Regions from separate parts of the Sus scrofa genome. Here region 2 is linked to region 1. Evidence: chromatin contacts called from public HiChIP or PLAC-seq data. All regions are on one chromosome and are shown on one strand. Each heading gives the region's core, a stretch centred on a gene start, on an enhancer-like site or on the middle of the called end of the contact. The rest is flanking DNA. Distances are from core to core; before and after follow the strand shown.

Region 1 (6,386 bases), core at 1,189-3,688:
CCTGAAGATATCACATGGGTGAGAATAACTACTAAGAAAGAAATGACTGACCTGCTTGAGACGCTGGAGACCTTGCCCATTTCTTTATGCAGTTCAAATGAAACACATGGTAACAGCTCTGACAACTCCACACAGGGGCTGTGACACGAACCAATTCACAGCACACCATGCACTCATATTTTTCTGTAGTCAGCTGTTCAATTAGAGAACCTGTTTAAAAAAACAAACAGATAAATGCAGAAAAACATTCCTTACTTTAGTCAACCAAGGATCAGCAAGGCATTTGAGAGAAGAATTCAAATGCAGAGGAATGCAGAGGTTTTAAGGGATGCCTAATTCTGCGTCAGGTGGCTATTGAGAGTTTGAGACCAGGAAGGGGCAAGAATATGCTGAGGTAGAGGATTTAAGAAGCAGACATTAAGGTAGGGATTTTCACAATTGAGGAAATGTTCCCAAGAAACTGCCCAGGATCCGACCAGAGTAGCCAAATGCCCCTAACACATAGCTTGAGCATTCAGAGGGGCAGCGTACTATAGCACCTTGCCTTGCCCTGTCTGAAGCTACCACATCTATGGATTCAGGCTAGGGAGGGGCTTGCAAAGCTGCAGTGGTCAGGTACAAGAAACCTAAACCTGGACAGGATCCAACAATCCAAGGTGGAGAGACGGTTCTAGTAGATGCCCTGAAAAGTCTTTAGTTGACAGACCCACCAAAGACAGCAGTGACAATGCTGGATCCTCAACCACTAGGCCACCAGGGAACTCTGAAAGCTAACATTTTAATCAGTTCATAATATTAGCTTCCTAAGATTACTTTGTTTGTCCAGTTCAATGTCAAAAGAAATAAAGAACACCAAAACTGTAATCTCTACGAGGCAGGACCAGTGTATGTGCCTTGCTCACTATAGTATTTCTAGTCCCTGGCATATATTAGGCGCTCAGTATTATTTATCAAATGAATGGATGAAGGAATAAATGAGGATCATCTAGCCTGTTCCATAGTCTCTCTTCTTAGAAAGTTTTAGACTTTGGTTAAATTTCTGGGATAGCTTTTTTGCTCTGGGGAAAGCCTGGAATAAAGACAATCTGAGTGGCTAATTAAAGGGAAATCTACCTGCTTTAGACATAGATGAGCACATCTTAAACTGAATTCATTATAAAAACAGAAGAATCAGACTTAGATTCTTCCTTTTTTGTTGTTGTTTTTATTTTTTTTTTTTAGGGCTGCACCCGTGGCATGTGGAAGTTCCCAGGCTAGTGGTCAAATCAGAGCTGCAGCTGCTGGCCTACACTACAGCCACAGCAATGTCAGATCCGAGCTGTGTCTGTGACCTACACCAAAGCTCATGGCCATGCTGAATCCTTAACCCACTGATAGAGGTTCTTATCCGAGTCCTCATGGATACTAGTCAGCTTTGTTACCACTGAGCCATAAAGGGAACTCCCTTTCTTGAAAGTAGGGATACCCTACCCTGCATAGGTTAACATTTCTGAATAAAAGTTAATTATACCAGTTACCTTGCTACACGTGGAAGATTCTGCAGGGGTAAGTGAGGGAAGAGAGAGCTCATTATACAGTAAGATTAAGTTTGAGCTATCTATATAAGAGGCTGATGGAAGCAGAGGAATTGTCTGTGAGAATTATACTTGCAGTGAATTTTATAGAAAATGCCTGTTGGCCATTCCAAAATAGAAGTAAGTTAGAAGCAAAGGACACAGAAAGATAAGTGAACTAAAGGACACAGAAAGGCAAGTGAACTATGGGACACACCCGAGAATACTAAAATTGACTATTGTTTTGATTTTTACCCTGAAGACTGTCTTTATTTTACTGTTTCTTATTCATTAAGTTTATTGCTTGTTAATAAATAATTATTGTGGAAGTTCCCTTCGTGGCTCACCAGTTAACAAAACCAACTATGATCCATGAGGATGCAGGTTTGATCTCTGGCCTTGCTTAGTGGGTTAAGGATCCGGCATCGCTGTGAGCTGTGGTGTAAGTTGCAGGCGAGGCTCGGATCCTGCACTGCTGCAGCTGTAGCTCCAATTCAACCCCTAGCCTGGGAATCTCCATATGACATGGGTGCGGCTCTAAAAAGCAAACAAATAAATAATTATTGTGATGTTTCTAAGTCCAGTCACAGTGAAATTTGACCACCAGGATGCACACATATTTAGTTACATGGTGACAGGTGTCAACTTTAAACAGCCTACAAATTATTGCTAAACCCATTCCAAAGGCCATCTCTCTCATTCCATGTTCAATATGTCGGCAAATCCTGCTTGCTCTACCTTTGAGATATATTCAGAATCCCACCTCTGCTGCTAACACTCTGGTCTAAGCCACTATTTACTCACCTGTTATTACTACAATCACCTCCTAAATGGTCTTCCTACTTCTGCCCTTGCCCACTTCAGTCTATTCTCACCACAGCAGCCAGAGGGAGCCCGTCAAAATGTAAATGAGATGACGCACTCTTCTGCTCAGAACTTGCCAATGGTTCCTACATCACATGCCTGTGAAAGCCTTACAAAGGCTTTGTCACCGCCTGGTCCTCACCTGTGATTCCTCTTTCCTTAGGTTACTACTCCGGGATGACAATGGCCTCCTTTCTAGCCCTAAACTGGCAGGCAGATTCCTAAGGATAACTGATATACTAACAGATAATGGATATCAGTATATGTATAACTGATTTACTTTGCTGTACACCTAAAATGAACACAACTTTGTAAGACAACTATACTCCAATAAAATGTAATAAAAAATAAAACAAAACTCCAAACAACCAAAAGCAACTGTGATTTGAAAAATCCAAATGTAAAAAGACATTTTTGAAGCAAACGAGGAAATTCAATTGTGGACTGAGCAGATCTAGATGATTTCAAGGAATTATCACTAATTTTGATAAGCATAATAATGGCAACATGATTATGTAAGAAAATGGCCATGTTTAAAAATAGATATACACTGGAATTTCCATGTGGCTCAGCAGTAATGAACCCAACTAGTATCCATGAGGACGCAGGTTTGATCCCTGGCCTTGCTCAGTGGGTTAAGGATCCAGCATTGCTGTGAGGTGTCGCAGACATGGCTTGGATCCTGTGTGGCTGTGGCTGTGGTGTAGGCCAGCAGCTATGTTCCAATTCCACCCCTAACCTGGGAACTTCCCTATGTCGTGGGTGCAGCCCTAAAAAGAAAAGAAAAAAATAGATGTATACTAAAAAGCATATGAAAGTGAAATAAACTGATATCTGGAATTTACTTTAAAATATATCAGCAAAAAAAAAAGAATAAATAAAACAAATGGGAGATTGTTTAAATATTAATGTATATCTATGGCACATTACATATTAACTTAAAATAACGTTTTCAGAGTTCTTGTCGTGGCTCACCAGTAACGAATCTAATATCCATAAGGATGTGGGTTCAATTCCTAGCCTCACTTGGTGGGTTAAGGATCTGGCATTGCTGTGAGCTGTGGTGTAAGCTGCAGATGCAGCTCAGATCCCATGTTGCTGTGGCTGTGGTATAAGCCAGCAGCTGCAGCTTCAATTTGACCCCTAGCCTGGGCACTTCCACATGCCTCAGGTGTGGCCCTAAAAAGACAAAAATAAATAAAATAAAATAAGGTTTTCAGAGTTCCCATTGAGGCTCAGCAGGTTAAGAACCTGACATAGTATCTGTGAGGATGTGGTTTCAAGCCCTGGCCTCACCTAGCTCAGTGGGTTAAGAATCCAGGATTGCCGAAAGCTGTGGCATAGGTCACAGACGCAGTTCACATCGGTGTTACTGTAGCTGTGGTGCAGACTGCAGCTGCTGCTTTGATTCAACCCCTAGCCCCTGAATTTCAATATGCCACAGGTGCAGCCTTGAAAAGGAAAAAAAAAAGGGTTTTCAAAGATTGAGTAGGAAACCATTACATTATCATAAACAAAAAGGATAAAAATTTAAAAATAATTTATATCATTTCAACTATGTAAAACTGAGCATTGACAAATTCTTGGAGTTCCCGTTGTGGCTCAGTGGTTAACGAATCTGACTAGGAACCATGAGATTTTGGGTTTGATCCCTGGCTTTGCTCAGTGGGTTAAGGATCCAGCGTTGCCGTGAGCTGTGGTATAGGTTGCAGATGCGGCTCAGATCCCACATTGCTGTGGTAGGCTAGCGGGTACAGCTCCGATTAGACCCCTAGCCTGGGAATCCCCTTATGCCACAGAGGCAGCCCTAGAAAATGCAAAAAGACAAAAAAAAAAAAAAAAAAAAAAAAGAAAAATTCTCTAACAATAAAAAGTTAAAGCTGATTATATCTGGATGGTGGGAATAAAAGTTATTTACCTTAGCAAGTTTAGTAAGCTACGTTCTTGAAGGTAAAGCAGGTGTGTGTGTGTGTGTGTGTGTGTGTGTGTTGGCTGTGTCCATGGCATGTGAAAGTCCCCTGGCCAGGGATCAAAATGGAGCCACAGCAGCGATAATGCCAAATCCTTAAACGCTAGCCCACCAGGGAACACTATGGCAGCTGTTTTTTAAAAGCTTATACAACATAAGCATAGTCAACATATTCAAGATAGTCTTGCTGAATCTGAAGCATATGTCAGACGTCACATTCATTTATGTGAGTCTAAGGCTTGTGGCAGTGCTTATCGACTGGAAGTAAAGGATTACAAGTCAGCACAGCATAGAGGCAATAGCTGAAAGTATAGAACTGATGTAATCTCCCAATGAGATCTACCAAGTTAAGAGAGAGGGCTGAGATAAAGCCCCAGGAAACACCAACATTTAGGGTCGAGGTGGAGGAAGAGAAACATGAAGTCACAAGCAGCAACAAGTCAAGCAGAACAAGGAGGACCAGAAGTTTGAGGTACTAAAGGAGTCAAGGAAGTTATATTTCAGAAAAGATCCCTTTGTGTCAAACTCAAAGGGAAGTTCAGGATAATAAAGACTGTGTCATTCATGACCTTACCAGTAACTCTCTGAGTCAAGATGGTGATGCTGGCAGAAGACTGAGAAGTGAATCAAAACAGGGAAAAGGCACAGAGCAGATGACTCTTGATTAGACTGAATGGAAGGAAAGAAACATTCTTGGCAGGTCACATAACAGGGAATTTTTTCTTTTAAGAGAGCAGGACAGACTCGAGAAGAGCTTCAGGCTGAGAGCTTGGAGTGGTAGGTGTGAAAATGAAAAGGTTGGTAGAAGGCAATAAAGGCGCTCTCAGAATAAAAGAAAAGAAAGAACAGGCCCAGATGGCTCTGAGTTGTTTAGAGAGCAAAAGGTTGAGAAAATTATACCCTTTCTCAGTGAAACAGGAGGCAAGGAGGTCCGCTGAGGCTGAGAAATGAATGTTAGGAAGGTCTGAATAAGTGTGGAGAAGGTTTGGAGTAGTCTTTGGTGAAAATGGGAAGGATAGCTACCCAAGATCACATAAGGGGAAACTAGAGGTGATGAAAGCCACCTGAAGTTGGAGACCACTATTCAAAAATACTTACTGGGCATTTACTATGTGCCAGGCACTCTTTAGACACTAAGGATATACAATGAACAAACACAAAAATCTTCTGCCCTTAAGAAGTTTATTATCTTGTGGAGAAAGATAGCCAATAAGCAAATAAATAATAAGTAGCATCATCAAATAGTAATAAGTGCAACAGAGAAGGAAAAGAGAATGCTGGCAGTTGGGGAAGGATTATAGATTTAAACAGGGTGATCAGGAAGGCTTCTCATAGAAGGTGAGTGAATTTGCAGCAGCACCAAATCTGTACTGTTATACAATTTCCTGGAATGGCATTCTGTCACCCAGATGGGACAGATCAGCTCAACTGCAGCATCAGTCCAGGGCTGGGATTCTGCCAAATGTCTTGGTGAAAGGATACTACTTCGAACAACCTACGATAAGGCGTAGACTGAAGAGGGAATGAAGAAGGGTAGGAGACAGACAGAACTGGTGGTGGTGTGGAGGTGGAATGAATGTGAAGGTCATTGCAGTTGACAAGATCAAAGAACCTGAGGATGGCATAACCCCTACGGATCGCTGAAGTCACCCACAACAACAGCAGAATTTACAGTAAATCAGTAGTTCTCAAACCTAAATGTGCATAAGAATCACCCAGAGGCTTGTTAAGAGACTTCTGGGCATGACTCCCAAAATTTCTGTTTGGTAAGTCTGAGGTGAGGCCCAGACTTGTTAGTGAATGTATTTCTAACAAGTTCCCTGGTATTGCTGACGGCTATTGGTCTGGGACTATACCTTGAGAACAACCGTGGTAGAGAAAAGAAACAGACTAAACACATTAATAAATGAGGACTGGCGTTGGGGAATTTGGAGGCTAACAGATGACAAAGATAAGGAAACATGGGAGGTGATGGAAATAAAAGGTCACGTAGGAAGTTC
Region 2 (6,160 bases), core at 911-3,410, 200 kb after region 1:
CCTGGGCGCCGCCTTCTCCCTAGTGCCCTGGTACCAGGCACCAGCAGCCTCTAATGTGCTGCCTGGATTGAACTGGCATCTGGGAGAAATGGGCCAGAGGAAACCAGGGTACAGGGGAGGTCACCCCAGTTGTCCCGTCTGAGAGTACTGCAGGCCCTGCTAGGATGAGCTGAGATTGTGGGACCCATTGGGAAACGGGAGCAGGAAGAGCAGCCTCTCGTAGCCCCACCAGGGCTGCCTGGCTGTCACCACCCATGCCTATGACTGCTGGAAGGATCCCTGGTGGTCTCAGGCTTGAGCAGAGGTGGCTGGGACTCAGATTTGATTTTTGACCAGGAGATTCCTTGGTACAAGGTGCTGCCTTACAGGGCTTTGCAAGCTATAAAGTCCTGCTTAAGTGGGAGACTCCACCCTCCCCAAAGATGCCCAATCCTCGAAGATGCATGTGCACTAACACGCCTGAAATGAGCCTGCGAGAGGCCAGAATTCCTAGGTGCAAATCCTACTGCTGCCTCTGCCTAGTTCTACGACCTTGAGCAAATGACCTAGGCTCTCTGTGCCTCAGTTTGTTCATCTGTGTAGTAGGAATCATAGCACCTCTTTCATTAGGCTGTCAGGAGGATCAGGTGAGTTAATCTTACAAAGCTCTCAGACCATGCCTGGCTCATAATGAGCATTACACATGTTACAAATATTTGCTGAAGTGCCAGTGGACACGCGTGCTGACGGGTACATGCAGGCAGCTGTGCACATGTTACCCACGTGTATACATGCACGCACCAGGTGTGCGGGGATCTTCCTTTTTTCCTCTCCTAGGGCACATGTCTGGGGCTTAACTCTGTGACAGTCGGATGACTGGACCTCAGGGTAAGTGACCACTCCTCCTCCTCTTCTTGAGCCTCCCAGGACCTTGCCAGTGCTATTTGTCACCCCTTCCTGCCTTTCCTGAGTGAAAGTGTTTGGAAAGGCTGCCTTTAGAAAGGACTGGGGCTTGAACCACATCCCTCACCCCAGTAGCCTCCACGGTGAAGGTGGCAGGAAGGGGCCCGGGGCCAGGCTCTTAGCCAGCCAGGAGTTGGCCATTTCCTTGGGAAGTCCCTTTAGTCTCCCACTTCATCTGGGGCCCCAACCAAATCTGAGCCATACAGAACCCAGAAGCCAAAGGTGTGGATCTGGTGAGTGTGACATCCACCCCCCCCACACACACACACATATAAGTACCTTTTTTTGTGACCTGGATGACAAACCAGTGACCCATAGTTACCCTTGGGAGGCAGGGGGTGGGTGCCCGTCAAGGTGTGCCCAGGCAGCAGTGACAGAGGGCAGCTGTGGGGGAGGGTGGGGGGAGAGGTTGAGGAAATGAGAAGATGACCGAGTTCTAGGTATTGCCAAGTCTCCACCACACTCCTGGTCTCCCCTCCCCTCGTTTCTTCCAGGTGGTGGGAGAGCAGACATTCCTAGGGGCCAGTTTCTTAGAACTGGAACTTCTTACTCCATCAGAAAGGAAATGAGGTTTGCCTGGCTGAGCCAGTTGTGCCAGACAAGCCTCATTTCCTTCTCTGGCAGAGTCCCCGGGCAGGGAATGTGGCTGCCGTCTGCATCTGGGCTCCAGGACCTGTACCCAGGCCTGCGGGGTGTGGATGTCATGCAGAGCGATGGGGTCAACAGAGCAGAAACCAGAGGACTGTAGCGCTCCCAGGATACCTGCACTTGAACAAGCTGTGTGCCAGGTCATGAGTCAGGGGGCCTGGGAAGAGGGCCAGGGAGAAGCCGTAAAAACAACGGTCATTGCCTACATGATGTATCACTCTCGGCAAGTCCATGGCCCTCTCGGAACCTCAGTTTGATCTTCTGTTTTATGCTTTTTTTTTGGTCTTTTTAGGGCCACACTTGTAGCACATGGAAGTTCCCAGGCTAAGGGTGTAATCAGAACTGCAGCTGTGGTCTACACCACAGCTACAGCCATGCCAGATCCCAGATCCAAGCTGAGTCTGTGACCTATACCACAGCTCACTACAACACCGCCGGATCCTTAACCCACCGAGTGAGGCCAGGGATCGAAGCTGCATCCTCATGAATACTGGTCAGGTTCATTACCACTGAGCCAGAATGGGAACTCCATGACTTGCTCTGAGAATCCACCCTTGGCCTCCCCATAGTAGCCCTCCCCCAAGGAGGAAGTGCTGTGGTCTTGGGTTTCCTCCTGACCCTGAGACTCACCCATTATACTGCCTTGGAGGAAGTCATTTTATTTGTCTTCATTTGTAGAAATAGCAGGATTGGAGTTCCCACTGTGGCTTGAGGGGATCAGCGGCATCTCTGCAGCACCCCAGATGCAGGTTTGATCCCTGGCCTGCACAGTGGGTCAAAGGATCCAACATTACCGCAGCTGTGGCATAGGTTGCAACTGTGGCTGGGATCTGATCCCTGGCCTGGAAACTCCAAATGCCACCAGGTGGCCAAGAAGGGAAAATCAAAACAAAACAAAAACAGCAGCCTCACCCCCTGCCTTCCCTGCCAGGACTCCCTGAACATCTCAGGATAAACTGTTAACAGCTCTAGGCAGTGGGGAGGGCTGAGTCCAGGTTGCCGTTGCCATCTTCCGCTTTTGCCTAAGGCCCTCCGAGCTCAGGCAGATTCCTCTCATAAGCTCTCCCTTTGGTTTTCCAGACTCAGGCTTTCTGATTATCCCATCCAACCCGAGGGAGAAGCTCAGGAGTATATATGTTCTGTGCAGCAGCGTTTACTGTGCTGTTTCTTGCAATAGTGAAAAACCCAGAAGCCACCACCCATGAGGGACTGTGCTAAGTAAAATGAGGTGCATCCAAATGATTAAGTACTAGGTGAGGACTGAGAGTGAGGAAGTGGATCTATACTTATCGATTGCAAAGAGGTTTGAGGGGGAAAGAAGCAAACTGCAGAATGGCATTTCCATATACGCTAGGGAAATATCTGAATAATTTACTGCAGAAATTATTCTGTAATTGTTTGCGGGAGCAGAGGCACCAGCGATAAATGAAGATCGGATCTCCCTTCTCTGCCTACGGTGGCCAGGCTCCCATTCTGGGCTAACAACCTTCAGTGTTTTGGGAGCTGCCTGAGGCCGGAGGCCTTTAATAGTACAGTCCCATTGAGAGAATGAATGGGGAGTTGGACTCCCTGAAAGTGCCCAGATGCAGAAAGGAGATGAGGCTCCCTCCTTCCAGAGGATGTCCGTGGAGGCTGGATGGGAGTTCCGTTTATGCTGAGCAATTCTCTGAGATTTAGAAAAATAAAGTTGGGACAGTTTTGCCCTGTTTCCCTCTGAACCACTGGATAGTCATGCCTGTTACACTTGGGTGATAAAAATGTTGACAAACGAGTTCCTGTCGTGGCTCAGCAGAAATGAATCTGACTAGCATCCACGAGGATGCAGATTCAATCCCTGGCCTCATTCTTTGGGTTAAAGATCCAGTGTTGCCATGAGCTGTAGTGTAGGTCCCAGATGTGGCTTGGATCTGGTGTTGCCATGGCTGTGGCGTAGGCCAGTGGCTACAGCTCTAATTCGACCCCTAGCCTGGGAACCTCCACATACTGCAGATGTGGCCCTAAAAAGCAAAAAAAAAAAAAAAATTGTTGACAAACAAAAAATGTCTGGGTGGGGGGGCCCTATGTCCTGGCTTTTAGGGTCAAGGTTGGCCTGAGGCACCTGAGCAGGCCCCTGGGAGGAGCATGTCTTTAGCAGGAGGTGAGGGGGACCCCACTGCCCATGGATCTCTGGCCCCTGAATCCAGAAGGGAGGCCCTGCCATCGGATTTTGATACAGCCCCAAGCCTGGAGCTCTTGGAGACTCATTTCCGGCCCAGATGTGAGAGCTGGACCACTGGCATGTCCTCCTGGACCTCATCCCTGCTGGGAGGCATGTGCCAGGGGAGGGTGGGTATGAGGCCATGACTGGTAAGTGAGCACACCCCCATCTTTGAATCTCTGTCTTGTGGGGTGCCAAGAGCTGTGTGCTCGGTGCTGCCCCACCCCACTCTGCTTCCCAGGGCCCAGCCAGCTGGAACTTCCCACACTGAGAGACTTGGACAGGGTGGGCCACCAGCGGTTATCCAGCCAGGGACTTGGGCCATAGGTGGGGCCTTCAGAGTGCTCCCTTGTGGGAAAAGTCCTAATGCTGTGGCTTCAGTGACTTCACTTTTCCCTGACAACAGCAGTGCAGGAAACAGGCCAGTTCCCAGGCCCCAGCTATATAGTTCCCCATTCACCAAAGTTGCATCAGTAGTGACAGAGGGGACAGGAGGACTTGCTTAACTGCTGCAGGAGTGTGATCCCTCACAAGGCCTCTCTGTCCTTTTTTCTTTCTTTTTTTTTCTTTTTAGGGCCACACCTGAGGCATATAGAAGTTCTCAGGCCAGAGGTCAAATTGGAGCTGCAGCTACTGGCCTAAACCACAGCCACAGCAAAGCCAGATCAAGTCGCATATGTGCCCTACACCATGGCTTGTGGTAATGCAGGGTCCTTAAGCCACTGAGTGAGACCAGGGGTCAAACCTACATCCTCATGGTTACTAGTTGGGTTCTTCACCTGCTGAGCCACAAAGGGAACTCTAAGCCTTCTTCCCTTTTCTTTTTTTTCTTTTTTTTTGTCTTTTGTCTTTTTAGTGCTGCACCCATGGCATATGGAGGTTCCCAGCTAGGGGTCCAATTGGAGCTGCAGCTGCTGGCCTACACCACAGCCACAGCAAAGCAGGATCCAAGCCGAGTCTGCAACCTATACCACAGCTCACGGCAACACCAGATCCTTAACCCACTAAGCAAGGTCAGGGGCTGAATCCATGTCCTCATGGATCCTAGTGGGGTTTGTTAACCACTGAGCCACGATGGGAACTCCAAAGGCTTCTCCCCTTTTGAACACATCCAGCCCTTTCCCACCTGTGCAGCATTGCTCATTACAATAATCCCCATCAGGAGAAGCTTAGGCTCAGGGAAGTCATGAGACTTGCACAAGGTCACTCAGAAGAGTTAGTATCTGATCCAGGTCTCCTGAGTACCAGCCTGGGGCTCTGGCCACAGGACCATGATCCAGCCACTCATCCTGTCTCTTCCTCCACAAAAAAGCATGGAAGCTGGAGGCAGGAAGCTGAGTGGTGCCCTGCCTCAGCCAGAAGACAGGGCCCTTATCAGGAGTCTGGCTTCCATAACATTGCCAAGAGAAATGTACTGTAGACAGAGGGCTGGACCCATGAGCCTGGTTTCTGTTTTGTTTCTTTTATAGTTTTTTTTTTTTATTCTGTTGTTGTTGTTGTTTGTCTTTTTGCCTTTTTTAGGGCCGTGGCCTCAGCATATGGAGGTTCCCAGGCTAGGAGTCTATTGGAGCTGTAACCGCTGGCCTACACCACAGCCACAGCAACTCGGGATCCGAGTCAAGTCTGCGATCCACGTCATAGCTCATGGCAACACCGGATCTCCAACCCACTGAGCAAGGCCAGGGATCGAACCCACAACCCCATGGTTCCTAGTTGGATTCGTTAACCACTGTGCCACAAAAGGGGGAGGAACTCCCCTTTTATAGTTTTAAAGCCCCCAGGAAAATGGCATATTTTGTGGCAGCAGCACCCTGTATTGGGGACATCAGTGCAGCTTCCATCTGGGAGACAAAGGGGAGGGTTAACACTAAAATCATCCACAAGGAGTTCCTGTTGCCATGGCTCAGTGGGTTACAAACCCGACTAGGATCCATGAGGATGCAGATTCCATCCCTGGCCTCACTCAGTGGGTTAAAGGTCCAGTGTTGCCCTGAGCTATGGTGTAGGCTGCAGATGCAGCTCAGATCCTGTGTTGCTGTGGCACAGGCTGGCAGCTGTCCAATTCGAACCCTAGCCTGGAAACTTCCATATGTCACACGAACAGCACTAAAAAGACGAATAAATAAATAAATCATCCATGAGGATGCAGGAGGCCTGGGTCACGGGAACAGGGAGGAAGGGAGACCCCTGAGAACAGAGGGCCCACATGGACCTGAGGAAGAAGCAGGGCTGCTTTCTGCCCCCTGGAAGCATCACTCTGGGCAGCAAAAAGCAGCCCTTGGGTCACAGACACTACAACTACTTCATCCCATTGTTCAGCCCTGTCCCTTCCCTGGGCTGACACTTGGTGTCCAGGGGGGCTCAGCACAGTAT

The links. HiChIP or PLAC-seq counts read pairs in DNA pulled down with a chosen protein or histone mark.
Region 2: an H3K27ac HiChIP or PLAC-seq map of alveolar macrophages shows a contact between it and region 1. The contact joins two enhancer-like sites. A contact is called at or near these places in 3 of 5 promoter capture datasets (fetal liver, fetal skeletal muscle and liver), 9 of 47 Hi-C or Micro-C datasets (blood, embryonic fibroblasts, fetal heart ventricle and 4 more) and 1 of 2 datasets of contacts at active chromatin or transcription factors (alveolar macrophages).

The regions. Positions count from the first base shown.
Region 1 is chr10:33,183,328-33,189,713 of Sscrofa11.1, forward strand. NFX1 (transcriptional repressor NF-X1) reads right to left here. Exons shown (of 25, transcript XM_021064702.1): 3 at 52-210. Among named protein-coding and RNA genes, the nearest start is that of NFX1, 14 kb to the right of the region's middle. Within about 2 kb of position 2,439, at least 1 of the 83 cell types and tissues checked has an H3K27ac peak or open chromatin away from gene starts, as enhancers often do. A contact at or near this core is called in alveolar macrophages, where this site is marked.
Region 2 is chr10:33,382,066-33,388,225 of Sscrofa11.1, forward strand. No RefSeq gene overlaps it. Among named protein-coding and RNA genes, the nearest start is that of SMU1, 14 kb to the right of the region's middle. Within about 2 kb of position 2,161, at least 18 of the 83 cell types and tissues checked have an H3K27ac peak or open chromatin away from gene starts, as enhancers often do. A contact at or near this core is called in alveolar macrophages, where this site is marked.